2 separate regions of the Mus musculus genome follow, and region 2 is linked to region 1. The links are chromatin contacts, called in public HiChIP or PLAC-seq maps. All regions are on one chromosome and are shown on one strand. The core of a region is the stretch at or near the end of the contact, and the rest is flanking DNA. Distances in the headings are between cores, read along the strand shown.

What was found. HiChIP or PLAC-seq counts read pairs in DNA pulled down with a chosen protein or histone mark.
Region 2: a contact with region 1 is called in an H3K27ac HiChIP or PLAC-seq map of microglia, with 7 times the contacts expected there. The contact joins two enhancer-like sites. A contact is called at or near these places in 1 of 15 datasets of contacts at CTCF or cohesin (large pre-B cells), 2 of 484 Hi-C or Micro-C datasets (cortical neurons and ventral hippocampal neurons) and 7 of 115 datasets of contacts at active chromatin or transcription factors (T-cell acute lymphoblastic leukemia, differentiating embryonic stem cells, embryonic stem cells and 3 more).

Annotation. Positions count from the first base shown.
Region 1 is chr5:140,768,099-140,775,719 of GRCm38.p6, forward strand. All of the region lies in intron 2 of Gna12 (guanine nucleotide binding protein, alpha 12), which reads right to left. Among named protein-coding and RNA genes, the nearest start is that of Gm30745, 22 kb to the left of the region's middle. Within about 2 kb of position 3,798, at least 68 of the 459 cell types and tissues checked have an H3K27ac peak or open chromatin away from gene starts, as enhancers often do. A contact at or near this core is called in microglia, where this site is marked.
Region 2 is chr5:142,439,392-142,447,012 of GRCm38.p6, forward strand. All of the region lies in intron 2 of Foxk1 (forkhead box K1), which reads left to right. Among named protein-coding and RNA genes, the nearest start is that of Ap5z1, 21 kb to the right of the region's middle. Within about 2 kb of position 4,395, at least 68 of the 459 cell types and tissues checked have an H3K27ac peak or open chromatin away from gene starts, as enhancers often do. A contact at or near this core is called in microglia, where this site is marked.

The DNA.
Region 1 (7,621 bases), core at 2,548-5,047:
CTGTAGGGCCTGTCCAGGCCTCCTGCTCCTCATAAAGAGCCCTTGTGCTGCCTCTTGCCTGATGCTCTGGCTCCTGAGCCTGTGGCCCCAGGACCACTGACTCAGCAAGCCATCCCTTCAACTAGCACTCTCAAGTTGGACTTGGACAAGGAGCTGAGATCTCCTTCCTGGCTTCTGACCAGAGATAACAAACAGAAGTTGCCTTCTCCTCTTCTCAGAGGCTCTCCCTTCTTGAATGTTCTGCTGATGAGAAGTTATCAGGATTTTAGGAGACCCCGCCCCAACTCACACACCCACACACACACCCGCACACGGTGGTGTGCACAGTGGTGTAAATAGCAGAATTGCTGTTCCCATGTCCCGCTGGAGATGTAGACACAGAATGACCTCATCTGACCATGAATGGCAGCATACACTTGCCAACTTGCCAGTGTGACAGCTTCACATGGCAGATGCTCAGCTCCAGCACAAATGGTCCTCTGAGGGATGCTTCTCTTGTTTGGCTCATGATGAGTCAAGGCCTTGTCTGACACAGTAAACATCCACTCCGGCTACTGTCTGAGGCTAACACTGTGACACACCTGCCACTCACAGACCAGACTCATGTGCACCAGGAAGGTGACACCAAGAGGCCCACAGTCTAAGGCTGGTTCAGAGCAGAAGAGGAGGAAGAGGAGGAAGAGAAGGGTTAGGATGAAGGAGGAGGAGGAAAGATGAAGGAAGGAAGGAAGGAGCAGCAGCTGACTGAGGCAAGAGCACCCTAAACTCAAAGCCAGCCTGGGCTGCATGGCAAGCTCCTGTCAAAATATAAAGCAAACTGAGGGCTGGGATGGAGCTCTTGGTGGAGCACTTGCCTGGCATGTATGAGGTCTGGATCTGACGCCTAGCACTACCCTCCCACAAAATAAACAAAGTTCTGCTCGTTTGTCACCAGCAGACAGCTTCCACACAGGTCCCTGTGGAGGGGAGTGCACAGGCCCAGGCAGGAAGAACTCAACAAATGAATGAAACTGCTTATATGAAACCAACTTGCCAACCAAGCAGAGTGCAAATCCTAGCTAACATCCCACTTTTCCCCTTTATGGATGTGAAGTAAACGCCCGGCCTAGCTTTTCATCTTCTAGAACTGGTGTCGGGCCAGGAGTGGTGGTACATGTGTGTAATCCCAGCACTTGGGGGGCTAAGGCAGGGAGCTCCTGAGCGATGTAGGGAAGAGTCTGTCTCAAACCAATCCGAACCAATGTGCCAGCTGTTCAAGAATGGAGACTTGGGGCTCCTCTGACAGCAGGGCCACTAAGAGGGCTCTTCACAGCACAGTCTGGAATGCTCAGAAGCCAACGCCAGGCCACCTCAGGGTACCTCCTTGGAGCAACATTAGCCGTTTATGCAGGAATAGCGCCAGGTGAAGTGTCATCTTCCCATAGCCTGAGCAGCAGGGACTTTTTGGACAAAGAGGACATTTGAAAGGTGTCAATGACTTGTCTCTCAAAGCAACATGTTTTCCACATTTTGGAGAATTTAACTTGATTTTTTTTTTTTTGAAAAAGTTCAAAGCTTGGTAAATAGAGGTACATCACAGAGTTTAGCTTCTTGAAGCTGGCTGGAGAAGATACACTATTTTTATCATATTCTACCCTATAGCCAGTGGGTTCTTATTTAGAAGAGAATGTTCATTGAGAAATTGGGAGGTGGGAATGGGGGCCAGAGCACTTGCTGCTCCTCCAGAGGACCGGAGTTTGGTTGACAGTGCTCACATCAGATGACTTACAACTGCCTATAACTCTAGCTCCAGGGAATCCAACACCCTCTCTGGCCTCTGAGGACAGCCACAAGCAAGTGTGCATGCTAATGTGCATCCCCATATGCACATTCACAAAGCGCTCTCTCTCAGGTTCAGTTGTCTGTACTAGCAAGGATAGAAAGGGGGACATCATAGCAGGCTTGTTTGCTGTTCATCATTCACAGCTCTCTAAATGCTTACCTAGACAGACTCCTCCCCAGGGAATGACCCCACTACAAAAATCAGCAAAGTTACCATTACCAAGAGGCTCCAGTTCTCACAGAAAACAGGATAATGCTGGACATAAGGGAGAAACCACACCCTAAAAGAATAAAGCCCTTAGTGAGCACTGTCCATATTTATCTCTCATTTAAAAGCTTCCTAACAGTATGGTCTCGTGGTTCAGGCCTGCAATCCTAGCCACTAGGAAGGCTGAGACAGGGAGATCTCAAGTTCATGGCTAGCCCGGGCACCTGAGTGAGACTGTCCCAAAATATACATCGAGAAGAGGGCTAGGATGGAACTCAGTGGTGATCCTGCCCAGCATGCACAAAGACCCAGGTCTAAGCTCCAGACAGAGCTGTTCACAGCAGCACTGTCCTTAGTGGAGAAAACACCGTTCATCCACACAATGTAACACAGCAACTAAAGTGCATGGCCTCCTGATATTGCACGCACGGAGAACTTGAGGGAACTCAAACATGTTAATGGTAAATTAAAGCAGTCATCTATGGGCCGGCTGGGGGGTTTGGCTCAGCAGGTGAAGTATCCTCAGAACCCACGGAAAAACCAGGGCATGGCAGTGTGTGTTTGAAACTCCAGCACTGGGAGTAGTGATGGCTAGTAGTCAGTCTACCGATTGGTGAGCTCCAGGTTTAGTGAGAGACCCTGCCTCTAAATATAAGATAGGTCTGGAGTTGACTCAGCTTTCAGAGCACTGGCAGCTCTTGCACAGGACTCAGGGTTCATTCCTAGCACTTATGAGGTGCCTCACAACCCTTTCCCTGTAACTCCAGTTCCTGGGGGATCCAAGGGTCTCCCTTAGAATCTTTTGGGTACCAGGTATACACATGGTGCACAGATACACATGAGAGCAACCCCCCACCCCGAATAAATAAAATTAAAAATGCTTAAAAAAAAAAGCCGGAGGAATCAGATGTGGTGGTCATTCCTTTAATGTCAGCACTCATGGTGCATCTCTGTGAGTTCAAGGCCAGCTTGGTCTACTTAGTGAATTCCTGACCAACCAGGGCGACACAAAACCCTGTCTCAAGACAATACAAAGCAAAGATGAAGAGTTGACAGGATAGTGACATTAATCTCTGGCCTCTACATGTACATGGGCACTGTGAGTCTCCTTCTCCTCCTGCCCCACAGCAGCACAATAAAACAACAAAAAGAAGGCAGCTATTGTATGACTGCATTTACAGGAAACACCCAGGGAGTCTACAGGCAGAAGATGGCTGAAGGACTGTCTGGGCTGGGAGCTGGGGCCAATGTGCATGGGTGGGATGGATCTCACTGGTGTGATGGAAATGTTTTAAAAATGGTTTTAGGGTGATGTTTGCACAACTTGGGGAAATTTACTGAAAAGTCCTTGAATTATACACTTCTAAAAAACTGAAGAAAAAGAACAAAGTTTCCACAAAGCCTGCTTATTTACTTAAGACAGCTCCTGCCTTGCTTGGGAGGAGGATTAATCATCTCCGTTTAATAATCCTGAGTAGCTCAGTGCAGGTTCAGGGCTAAGATCTACTTCAGAGCCTCAGCTTGCAGGGTAGGAACGCTCCAATTATACAGTCTGTTACAGGCCGTGTGCATCTTTATTAAACCACAGCTATTTGACAAAATAGCAGCAGGAAGTTAAACAGACCCTGCATGTCAATTAAAAGGAAACTGGGTAAGAGCCCTAAATGGAACTACAAGCTCCAGCAAGCTCCCTTCAAAGGTCCTCAGAGGAGAGTAGCCAGTCCCCCCTCTGGGGCCTCTGGGAAGGAAGTGGGGGGCTGCAGCTTGTGCTGCTGGAGCGGGGGATTCCCGAAGTGGATCCCCATTTCCTCAAGGCAGGGAGGAAATGAAGCCTGCTCTATAAAGAACCGGTGTCTGCTGTAAGAGCAGTGGGCGCTTTAAACCACCAAGCCATCTCCCCAGCCCCACAGAATTCTTTCTCATGTAAGATAGAATCCTTCCCTAGATGAAGATAGAGCCAAATGTGGTGGCTCAGCCTGTAATACCAGCACTCACTGGCCCAGCCAAAAAACAGTCACCAGGGTTCAAGACCAGCATAGGCTTCGGAGTTTGACAGTCTCTGAGACAAAATAAAGAGGAGGAAGGGAAGGAGGGAGGGAGGAAGGGAGGGAGGGAGGGAGGAAAAAAGGCGTTTTCTACCATGTCTCACGAGAGAGGGGAATGGGGAAGAATTAAACTTGTTGCCTGTTAGAAAGTTTATCAAGATCTTAACTCGATCCTTACAGTTGCTGCAAGGGTTAGAAAACACCACAGAAAACATGACAGGGGAAAGATGGGAGAGAAGGGGAGGAGGAAGAAGGGGAACAGGAAGAAAGAAGGAGACTAGGCCCAGACAGCGGTGCACCGCACTGGAGCACTCAGAATAGCTCTTGTAGCTCTTCTCTAGGCCTGACGTTAGCTCAAAGTAAAAAGCCACCCCCTCAAACAAAATCAACCAACCAATACCAAGAAATGGTAATAGAGACACTATAACTTTTTGAACATCAGCGTAAGAACAACCACAAACCTGGACAGTGCTTTCTAGCAGGAGTCACCTGAGAGCTCCCAAACCAGACAAGGAGAAAGTGGGGACACCCAGGGACTGTGCCTTCACGGTGGCTTTCCCAACCAACCTCTGGCCACCATCTCTGCCCACTCTAGGAGCCTAGGCACCCAGGGCTCCCTCCCCAGCCAGCAGGGCCTTGTTGCAACAAGGTCACTAGCCACCTTCCACTGATGGACAGATGAGCACCTGACTTCGGGCCACAGACCCAGCTCTCCTATGAAGACAACTTAAAAAAAAAAAAGATTTATTTATTTATTATATGTAAGTACACTGTAGCTGTCTTCAGACGTACCAGAAAAGGGTATCAGATCCCATTACGGATGGTTATAAGCTACCATGTGGTTGCTGGGATTTGAACTCAGGACCTTCGGAAGAGCAGTCGGTGCTCTTAACCGCTGAGCCATCTCTCCAGCCCCCCAAAGACGTTTACTCTAAGGAGGCTGGCCTGAACTTTGCAGAGGCTCCTCAAGGCTTCGGCACTGCACTTGCCCAGCAGAGCTTAGGTTCCGGGCCTATCCTCATCCTCTGTCAGCTGAGATGCTGTGCAGAGGTTACTGGCTCAGGAGCATGACTTCCACACCACTCCAGTAACACTTTTCACAATTAGCTGTGCTGGGGCTCTCCTTGACTTCATGCCCTGATCTACCATGGCAGCAGAGTTTTGCCATGTCTCTGCCACAGCGTGGGAATTCAGTGACTGTCAGCTGGCCTGGTCAAGGCCATGGCCTGCTCCATGTGTTGGATTCCACTTGAGTGTGCTTGGGATTTTCTCAGATTCTGAGTAAACCCTGGCTGTTCAGAGGGCAGTTGTGGGGCCTCTCCCCTTCCTCAAAGCATATGCCAGTGAGTCCTGTAGAGACTGATCAGAGCATGACTGGCCTCAACCCTGTCCTCTTAGTTGGTGAAATCCTTGGAGACTTAGGAAGCATTAATTATGTGAAATGCCCATCCAGGCTGGGGGCACAGTGCTGAGGTAGGTGGACTGGAAAGCAGGAATCTACTGTGTCACCAAGCAAATGAAGACCTTTCTTAAAAAAAAAAAAAAAAAAGCATGTGGGTCCCAGAAACCTAAGTGACTCTCTCAAACCACAGCTTGTGACATCTATAACCATTTGTGTTCAAGCTTAAGGAAAATAAAAGTTGGGTTTTTTTGTTGTTGTTTTTTTTTTCCCCCAGGTTGATGGCAAAAATCTCAGGACAAGATCTGCCAAATGTCTGAGTGGGCAGAGAATAATGTGTGCTCTGTGAACATGACACCTTCTCCTGACTCAAACATCCAATTAAAGGTGAAGGTCAGGAGAACACGCAGCAAAGCCTGTGCCTTATGTTCTTAAAGGTTAAGGTATCATGGAGGATCTGGTCAGTGTTCTTGGGATAGATTAGTGAACCAGACTCTTAAGACCAAAGGACAGGACCTGAGGTGCAGAAAGCAGTAGCTGTCACAGGCAAATTTAGTTTAGTGTTTGTTTTTTTTTTTTTTTAAATAAAAATTTCCCTACGTTTTTTATTTTATATGCTTGGGTATTCTGCCTCATTTATCTGTCTATCACATGTGTGCCTGGGGCCCACTGAGGCCAGAAGCAGGTGTTAGATCTCCTGGGACTGGAGTTATAGCTGAGTGCCAGGAATGGAACCAGAATCTTCTGGAAGAGCATCGGAACAATCTCTCAATCTCCAGCCTGTCACTTAGCTTTCTAAACATGTAAAACAAGTTCCCTTCTAATCAGTATTTTGGGTGTCTAAGTTTATTCTAATAGACACACCCGTTGGCCCAGGCTGGCCTCAAACTTGCAATCCTCCTAACCTTGGCCTCTTGAGTGCTGGCATTATAGACATGCAAGGCATAACTGTTTTCTATTTTATAGCCTTAATCTGGCTGAAATCTTACCACAGAGTGGACTGAAATGAGGCAAGAGTCAGCTTGAGCTGCCTTGGGAGACAGAAACTTAAGTGATGGGGCCTGAAGACATTTTGAATAGAGATTAGTAAAGAACAACAGAGGTGGAAGTCGACGTGAGAATCAAGGCTTGAGGGGCCCCCATGGCAGGGCATATCTGTAAGTCCAGCACTTTGGAGGCAGAGGTAAGAAGAAGATCATGAGCTCAAGGCCAATACCATGAAACTCTGCTCAAATGGGAGACACGGTTTAAAGGATTGATTTTCCTTCTTTTGAGTCACGAGAGCCTAGGATCCCTGTGCCTGGTGTCTCAGCTGGTAGCTGGAAGCCTCTGCTAGCTCCATCAATAAACACAGCAGAGAAACAGAACTGCCTGGTCTCTGTGCATTTGAAGAAGCCTGGGCACCAAATGCAGGATAGATTAGGCTCCTTGTTCTAAGAGATGGGATTTCCTAGGAAGGGCAGGAACCATAATGCCTAGGAACTATAGTAGATTTCTAAATGGGCAGACATGGTAGGGACAAGAGGGTATCAGAAATACCTGAGGAGCATCCTACAGATATGCTGAGTCCTAATTCAGTCTCCTGGAGTTGATTCAGGGGTGAAGGGCCCAGACTGCACTTTGAGAAGATTTGGACAACTAACACAGCAACACACTCTCTGCCAGCAAGAGAGACAAACGTGGCTATGGCAGAGACCTCACGTGAGCATGAGCTGGAGTGTGAGCTGAACTGTACAGATGGGTCTCCACAGGCGCGGGCACTGGCTCTGCATAGGACTTGCTCATTCAGGGGTGGATACTCATCTTGATGGTGCCATTAAAAAAAAAGGAAGGGTGCTGGTGTGGGGAGGGTGATGTCTCAGTAGGCAGTGTTTTTATGCAAAAAGACCTGGATTCTGATCTCTGACATCTGTATAAAGAGTTGGTCATGGCAGCCATCATTGGTAAGCCCAGAAGTAGAGGGTAGAGACAGGCAGATCCCAGGGACTGGCTAGCTAGACAGTCTAACCCACACACAGTGAGACCTTGTTTAACAAACAAGGTGGAGAGAAGAGTTGGTGGTTCAAGTGCTGTGGCTCAGGTCTAATGAGCTGAGTTTGATTGCCTGAACTCACAGTGGAAAGAGAGCACCAACTCCTCAGAGTTGTC
Region 2 (7,621 bases), core at 3,145-5,644, 1.7 Mb after region 1:
TGTTCAGGGCCAGCCTGGGCTACTGAGTAGGACCAAAATGAGCCTGGGCAACAAGTGGTACCCTGTCATCCTGTAATAAGAAGAGGACCTGGATGAGTTCAGGGGTAGACACTTTAGGGGCCTGAAAGGGGCCCTAGGTTAGCCCGGCATGGCATGGTGGCACACACCTGAAATCCCAGCACTTGGGAGCTGAGGCCAGAGGGTCACATCAAGGCCAGCCGGCTACGTTATTTGTTATAGAAACACCAGGACTATATAGTGAGGCCTCATCTCCAAACAAACAAACAAACAAACAAAGGCTCTTGGTTCAATATCCAGTACTAGGTAGGGTACGTGATTGTGGGATTGAATAGTGTAGTTTTTTGTGTTGTTTGTTTGTTTTTGAGACAGGATCTCACTTTGTAACTCTGGAATTCACTACATAGGCTGGCCTCAATTATCCTGTGTGCGTCTGCCTCCCCAGAGCTGGGGCTAAAGGCACAAGCATGCCTGGCTTCAACGTTTCTCATTGACAATACAAAGAAAAAGTGGTGCGTGCTGGGAGTGGGGCTGGTTGGTGGAGCGCTGCTTGCCAAGAAAGCCTGCAAGATCCTGAGCACTGATAACAGCAGACGCAGTGGCCCATGGCAGCCCCAGCTCTGGGCAGGTGGAGGCTGGAGGATCAAAAGCCGTGTGTAATACCCCAGCTACATGAGACCCTGTCTCAAAAACAAAACAGCAGCCAGCTGGCTAAGACACTGAGTGATCATAGGTCGGGTGTAGAGTGGCTTTTGGTCAGGTGGCACAGTGGCTGTAAAGACCTCCCCCTCTCCCCGAACCCCCGCCCAGCAGTTGGTGCTTTGGTGTCCCCAGTGCTCCCTTGGAGTCCCGACTTTGTGTCTGCCACATTCCTGGTACTGCTGGGAGGGGGCAGGCCCTTGGCTCCTCCTGAGTTCCCACGGGTGCGTGGTCACTCTGTCCGCAGTCGCTGTTGACAGTGGCTTGGGACTTGCTCTGGACTCCCTGGGCCTTTAAGTGTCACAACAAAAGATCTCTGTTGACATCCGTTTATCTCCACACTGAGGAATTCCATTGAGCTTTTGTAAAGCTCAGCGGCCGGCCGCTGGAGGTTCGCCTGCCAAGACTTTCTCAGTTTGAGTTTCTGTGTAGGGGTGGAGCCCACGTGTTTACAAACACGCCCTGCCCTTCCTCTCCCAGGCAGCGGGAGCCAGGGTGGGGCAGGCTTGGGGAAAGGGTTTGACTTCCCAGCCCGCAGCAGTGGGCCCCGCCCTGCTCAGTCTGCTTGCCTAATTTGGTGAGCTTTGCTAGCGGGTCCCTATTGGCCGACCTGGGCACCGAAGGCTTGGGGACCTCCCAGCTGTGGCTCCTCCCTCCATGGAGCGGATCCCAGGGTTCGGTACCTTTGCCTCACTCCACCCCCCCCCCACCCCCCCCCCACCAGGCTGGCTTCAGTTTGTTGGGTGGCTCCTTATTTCCCAGGGCGGGTTGTTCCGCTGTGGTTTTGAGTTGTGTGTATGTTGGGTTTTTTTGGGGGGGCTGTCCCTGCCTGCAGGGCTCCGCCCAGCAGATGAATGAGCTCTTTGAAAGAAACTGCAGCTTCGGCAGTGTTTTGACCTTTCTTTCTGTGAAGAGCAAGTGATTTAGGAAAACAGGGAGCTGGTTAATCATTTGCTGAGGCTACTGAGGCTAAAGCAGGCTCCGTGGGACTACACTTCAGCAGACTGCCATAGCAGCCATGAAAGTAGCCTGTGGGTCCCAGCACCAGGCATTTACCAGGAATCCCTGCACCCAGGGCGCTGAGGCAGGAAGATTGCAGATCTGAGGCCAGCCTGTCTGGCTGAAACTGGGAACTCAGGGTTCGCTTCTGTTACAGACCCTGTCCCAAAATTAAGATGGAAAGGCTGGTGGGATGGCTCAGTGAGTAAAGGAAGGTGCTCCCTCCCGAGCCTGAAGACCTGAGCTCAGTCCCGAAGCCGCATGGTGGAGGGGAGAGCTGAGTCCCTAAAGTTGCCGTCTTCCACACCCAGGCTGTGCAGTGCCGTGCCCGCCCCCTGCATGTACACGTGTAGCAAAGGTTAGCAGTGGTGATGTGAATGAAGGGAAGTCGGCATCAGAGAACTGGCCCCCTTAGTCATGGAGCTGTAGTACAGTTCTACTTTACTGCGGGCTAGGGCTAGCTCAGTCTCCTGTGCTCTCGGAGATTTGCGTTTGGAGAGCACCCCAGTCTGCATCAGAAGTCTAGCACCCCACCGAGCCCCGCCCCTCCCCTCCCCACCCCAACCCACTCCCAGCCTTAGTTTCACTTGCTTGTGGTTTCAGTTATGCACAGTCCAAAAATACCAAGTGGAAAACTGCAGAAAATGAGCAAGTTACAAGTCTTCAATCAAGTGCAGCGCTGCATAGCTCCTCCCCTGTGTGTGACTCCCTGCCCAGTGTATCTGGTGGGTGGCTGGATTACCCAGTCTGCACTGTGGGCTGGGGATGAAGCCCCATGGTAGATCACTTAACCTGGCATGCATCAGTACTGGGAGAGGGCGGGGAGGGTCAAATTCAGGCGTGCCAAAGACCAGCAGCACAGCAAGTTCTGCCGGTAAGTTACAGGCCACGCTTTATCGTGGAGTAGGAACGTAGGAACGTAGGAAGCGATGGTGTGTGTCAGGCTCTGTGCTGTCTAGGACTTCAGGGACACCTGGAGGTCTCTGCATGCGTACCTCTGGAAAAGGAGCCTCCTGAATGCTTGTCTTCCTGGCAAACTTTGGTGCTTCCTTCAGGTTGTGTAACCTTCCTGTGATCACATTAGAACTTGAAGGCGGCATCGAATGTTCTAGGCATCTACGGACACTGAGTCTGCTGTTTCCTGTCCCTGTCTGCACCAACAGGCCTTACCTTGTTTCCTTTCCCATCTGACAACTTGGTTTCTCCCCACCAGCGGGTTTAGGGCCCTCCGTGTTCCTTTGGCCTGTCCCTGCTGTTTGTGTGTCATCCTGCACTGTCTGGGGTGCTGCAACATTGGGTTTCCAGTCGAGCTTGGTGGGGGCCATCCCAGTTCTCCTGGGATCCCAGTGGCTGCATCTGAGGTGTGTGTCCCTGTGTAGCACCACTTGGGCTCTGTCTCATCAGCCTGCAGGGAACTTTTGTATGGTCACCGTGTCTGCACTGGACAGCCCTTCCTCCCCAGATGTCGCACCGGTGAGAAGTCTTCGAAAAACATAGACCTGGCCTGGCAAAGGCCTGAGAGCCCAGATCCAGTATCAGACCCCCAGATATAGGGCGATGGCTCCCCTCTCCTGCCGTAAGACTGCCTAAAGGTAGCTGATATTGGGCTGGGCTGGTCAGTGGTGAGACCAAGTTCAGATCTCCAGAACCTATGCAAAGATAGCGTATAGCCCAGCTAGCTGAGCTGTCCTCTGACCTGCACACATACATGCATACATACATATATAATTACATATACACACATCATATGCACACGATTTTTAAACGAGTACCTAATATTAGGGTGTTTTCCACCTTGGGTACTTTGTGGTTTCAGAAGCAAAGTTAATCTTTTGAAGGAGCTCCAGGGACTTAAGTAACATGACACTTACCTTAGAAGAACACATTCTTTTTGAAAACAAAAACAAAAAACAAAACAAAACAAAATCCATGTATTTATTAGTATGTATGTGCGCGCACACACCGTGCTACACCCTTCTACCACGCAGGCAGGTTCAGGGAACTGAACTTGCATTGTCTGTCAGGCTTGCCTGCAAGCACCTCACCTGCACAGGGTACCTCACCTGCACAGGGCACCTCACCTGCACAGGGCACCTATCTCACCTGCGCAGGGCACCTCACCTGCGCAGGGCACCTCACCTGCGCATGGCACCTCACCTGCGCAGGGCACCTCACCTGCACAGGGCACCTCACCTGCACAGGGCACCTACCTCACCTGCGCAGGGCACCTCACCTGCGCAGGGCACCTACCTCACCTGCGCATGGCACCTCACCTGCGCAGGGCACCTCACCTGCGCAGGGCACCTACCTCACCTGCGCAGAGCACCTCACCTGCGCAGGGCACAGACATGCTTGAGGATAAGTCTGCAGTGTTTGCCTCTGAAGATCTTCCTTCTCTGCCCTTTTGTTCAAACTCAGCAGTAAATGGTGGGTGTCGTGCGGTTCCCACAGTGGAGGGACTCCCCTAGGGCCCCTCTGGCTTGTCCCGCATGGCCTGCCCTTTGCAGGCGTCCTTCTGCGTCAGGGCCTCGTGTTTCCGAGAGGGACTTTGGATTTCACGTCTCCTCCCTCTCCCCAGTAAAGTTCCATCGTCTTTGGTTCAGCTCCTGCCAGAGTCTCCTATTGTATGTGTGTCACAATTACGGGGCCCAGCCATTTCCTTCCTTGTACTCTGTCTTGTTTTCCCCATCTTGGGGTTTGTAATTCCCCTTTTCTGTGTGGTCCAGCGTGCTCGGTGTCCCGCACCCTTCTGGCAGGCTGCTGCCTCCGCAGCCCGGCCCTGGCTCTAGGTAGGACCTTCTGACCCACGAGTGGTCTTCCTCCTCATCCAGGACTTCCGGGAGGAAAAGGTTCCATCCTGGACTCACATGTCTTTCTTTCTTGAATTACTCCTCTCGGGTTATTAAGGAGCATTCTTCACCTACTTCCCGAGAAGGGTCCTGAGCGGCCGCCCCGCCAGCCTGGTGACTCGGCCCCTTTTGAAAACACTGTTGAGGGACTTGAGATTGGGAGGCAAGTCCTCGACCTCGAGTCCCTTCACTGCCTGTTCTCGCTCGGACCTCAGCTGCCCGAGTAGCTGGGTGACAACCCTGTGCCCAAACCCGTGGGGGGCGGGGGGGGCAGAGTTCAACTTCAGGTACCAGTTCTCCCCAGTGTCCTCAGGGTGCACTCCCTGGCCTAAAACCCCCCAGTTACTCTAGGCTGACTGGCCTGTGAGTCCCAGGGACCCTCCTGCCCCCTGCCCCCTGCCTCCTGCCTCCTCCGTGCTGGGATTACAAGTGCCAGCCACCACACCCAGCTTTTTGATGTAGGTTCTAGACATCAATTTCAGATCTTCATACTTATGTGGCCAGCACTTTACCAGCTGTGGTACCTTCACAGCCCTGGCCCTGGCAGCCCTTGCAGACTGTAACCCTCCACCCCCAATTTGACAGTACTGTTCCCCTGAACCCAGCAGTTCTAGGGTCTCCACACTGGCTGTGAGGCTGGCACTGGAAGAAAGTGACCAGAGAGGCCCTGCTACTGACACTGTCAAGGTGTTGGGTAGGGTGGGGTGTGGTACTCCTCCTCCATTCAGGTTTCTCTGTTTGAAATCTGCTCACAGTAACATGCAGAAGTGCAGTGGAGTTCAAAGCCTCCTTCAGCTGCTTAGCAAGTTCAAGGCCAGCTAAAGAGGCCCTGGAGAAGATTAGCATGTTCCCTCCCCTGTATAAATGAAAGAAAGAAAAGAAAAAGAAAGTAAGAAGTGACTGCCTGTATGGCTGCCTGTGCCTGTCAGGGGCCCTGGACACCTGAGCCAGGCAGCAGTGTTTCTCGGCATGACTGAGGAGTCAAGCAAGCCAGGCTCCAGGGTGTGGCCCAGGCTGTCACAGGGCCAGCATGAGATTATCAAGGTTGCTGCTGGAACAGGCCAGGGCCAGGCCAGTCCCCAGGAGCTGACTGGCACTACAGCCTGCAAGCTTCATCATTGTCTTCAGAGTGTGCTCACCACCGGGTGTGTGTGTGTGCGTGCGCGCGTGCGTGCGTGTGTGTGTGTGTGTGTGTGTGTGTGTGTGTGTGTGTGTGTGTGTGTGAACTCCTCTGAGGCTGTGCTCGGTTTTCCTCTCTGTTGTTTGAGACAGGGTCTCTCATTGGCCAACAGCAACTTACTTGACAGTGACAGGCATGAGTTTATTCGGCTCTGCTTCCTGTATGCAGACTCCATCACACTCTCCAAGCCGGCCCTCCACCAAGTCCTGGCTCTCTGGCTCCAGGGTGGAGCCAGTCAGTTTTTTTAGGGACTGAGTCCTGGGTTCCCCACAGGGAGGGCTCTGCCTTCCCTAGAAGCAAAAGGCTCCTCCTGAAGGATCAGAGCAACCTTGATCCCCAGGATCAACCTTGACTCCCCAGGATCAGAGCAACCTTGCAGGCATCTCTGTTGTTTCACTGTGGTTCTGTGAGGACAGCTTTTAGGTTTGTTTTGGTTTTGTTTGTTTGTTTGTTTGTTTGTTTGGGTTTTAAAGGCAGAGTCAGTCTTGCTGCCATAGGCTGGTCTGCAGGCTCCAACCCTCTCGGCTGTTCACCCTTGTTGTGAATTTCTCCTCACTTGGCCAGGGATTCCGCGGTCCCAGTGGTCATTTTAAGGCTCTGAGACCTGAGCCCCAGCCGCAGGATGCCCTGCCTCAGGCGCAGCTCTCTCCTTGTAGCCTGCTTGCAGCGGTTGTTCAGGGAGGTGGATTGAGAAAGCATGCTGTTCTGCTGTCTGCCTCGCAGAGGCTGCTGGGAAACCGCCATTACAGACTCAGGACTGGAGTGCTCGTTGCACATCCCAACTGTGGCCACACAAGGATCACTCACTGGCAGGAGCCAGGCTGAATCAGCTGAGGTTGCCTTCTCAAGTGGGGGAGGGGCATAAATGCATCCTGAGCCCAGAGTCTCACACATGCTAGGCAAGCCCTCTGCCACTGACCACAACCCCAGCCCCTCTCTTCTAGATAAGTGCTCTACCACTGAGCTACGTTCTGAGACTCTTTTAATTTTTTTTTTTTTTGGAGGGGGAGGACAGGGGTCAGTGGGGACAAGACAGGACTGAGTCTCAGTTCCCTAGGCTGGACTTGAACTCATTTCGTATCCCAGACTAACCTTGAGCTATAATCCTCCTGCCTCATCTTCCCCAGTATCTGGGACAACAGGCCTGCAACCATCAGGTCTGCCTCTTGACTTTTCCTGTGGGCCACACACACGAAGACCTTGACTCTGGATTTTTGTGTGAGTGAAAGTGTGCAGGACACCTCCTTGGAAGCAGGTGGCATGGACTCGCTGTCTGTGCCCACCATTGCTCTGTGCCCTTAGAACGGGCAGGGAGACTACGTACACCTAGGATTGGTGCTCACCATCTCCTTGGCAGCCCCCCTACCCCACCTCCACCTATGCTGGGTATCCATGGCCTGTAACTAAGAGCTGTGCTGTGTTCCCAGTGACTTCTCAGTCCCATGGCCACCAGTGAGACTTGATGTCTCTTGTCTTGGGGTAAACTCTGAAGTCATTATTGCCCAAGCCTGGGGCAGGATACCATGCGCCCCCAGGGTGGCACTGCTTGGTGACTCTCTAGTGACGAGCTCTCGAGAGCCCCTGTGCCATGTTTCTCTTGACCATGCTTTGTTCCAAGTCTGGTTTTGAAGCCTGGCTCTTAAAAAAAAAAAAACTTCATTTATTTGGTTGGTTGGTTGGTTTTAAGGCAGGGTCTTACTGTCATGCGTTGACTGGCCTCGAACTCACAGAGATCTGCTTGCCTCTGCCTCCTGCGTGCTGACATTCAAGGAGTGCTATGCACAGAGAAAACTGATTTTGCATGTGTGGACACTGGAGTAAAATCGGGATTATATTTTAGATTCAGAATTAAATTCAGACTGGTGTGGTGTGCATG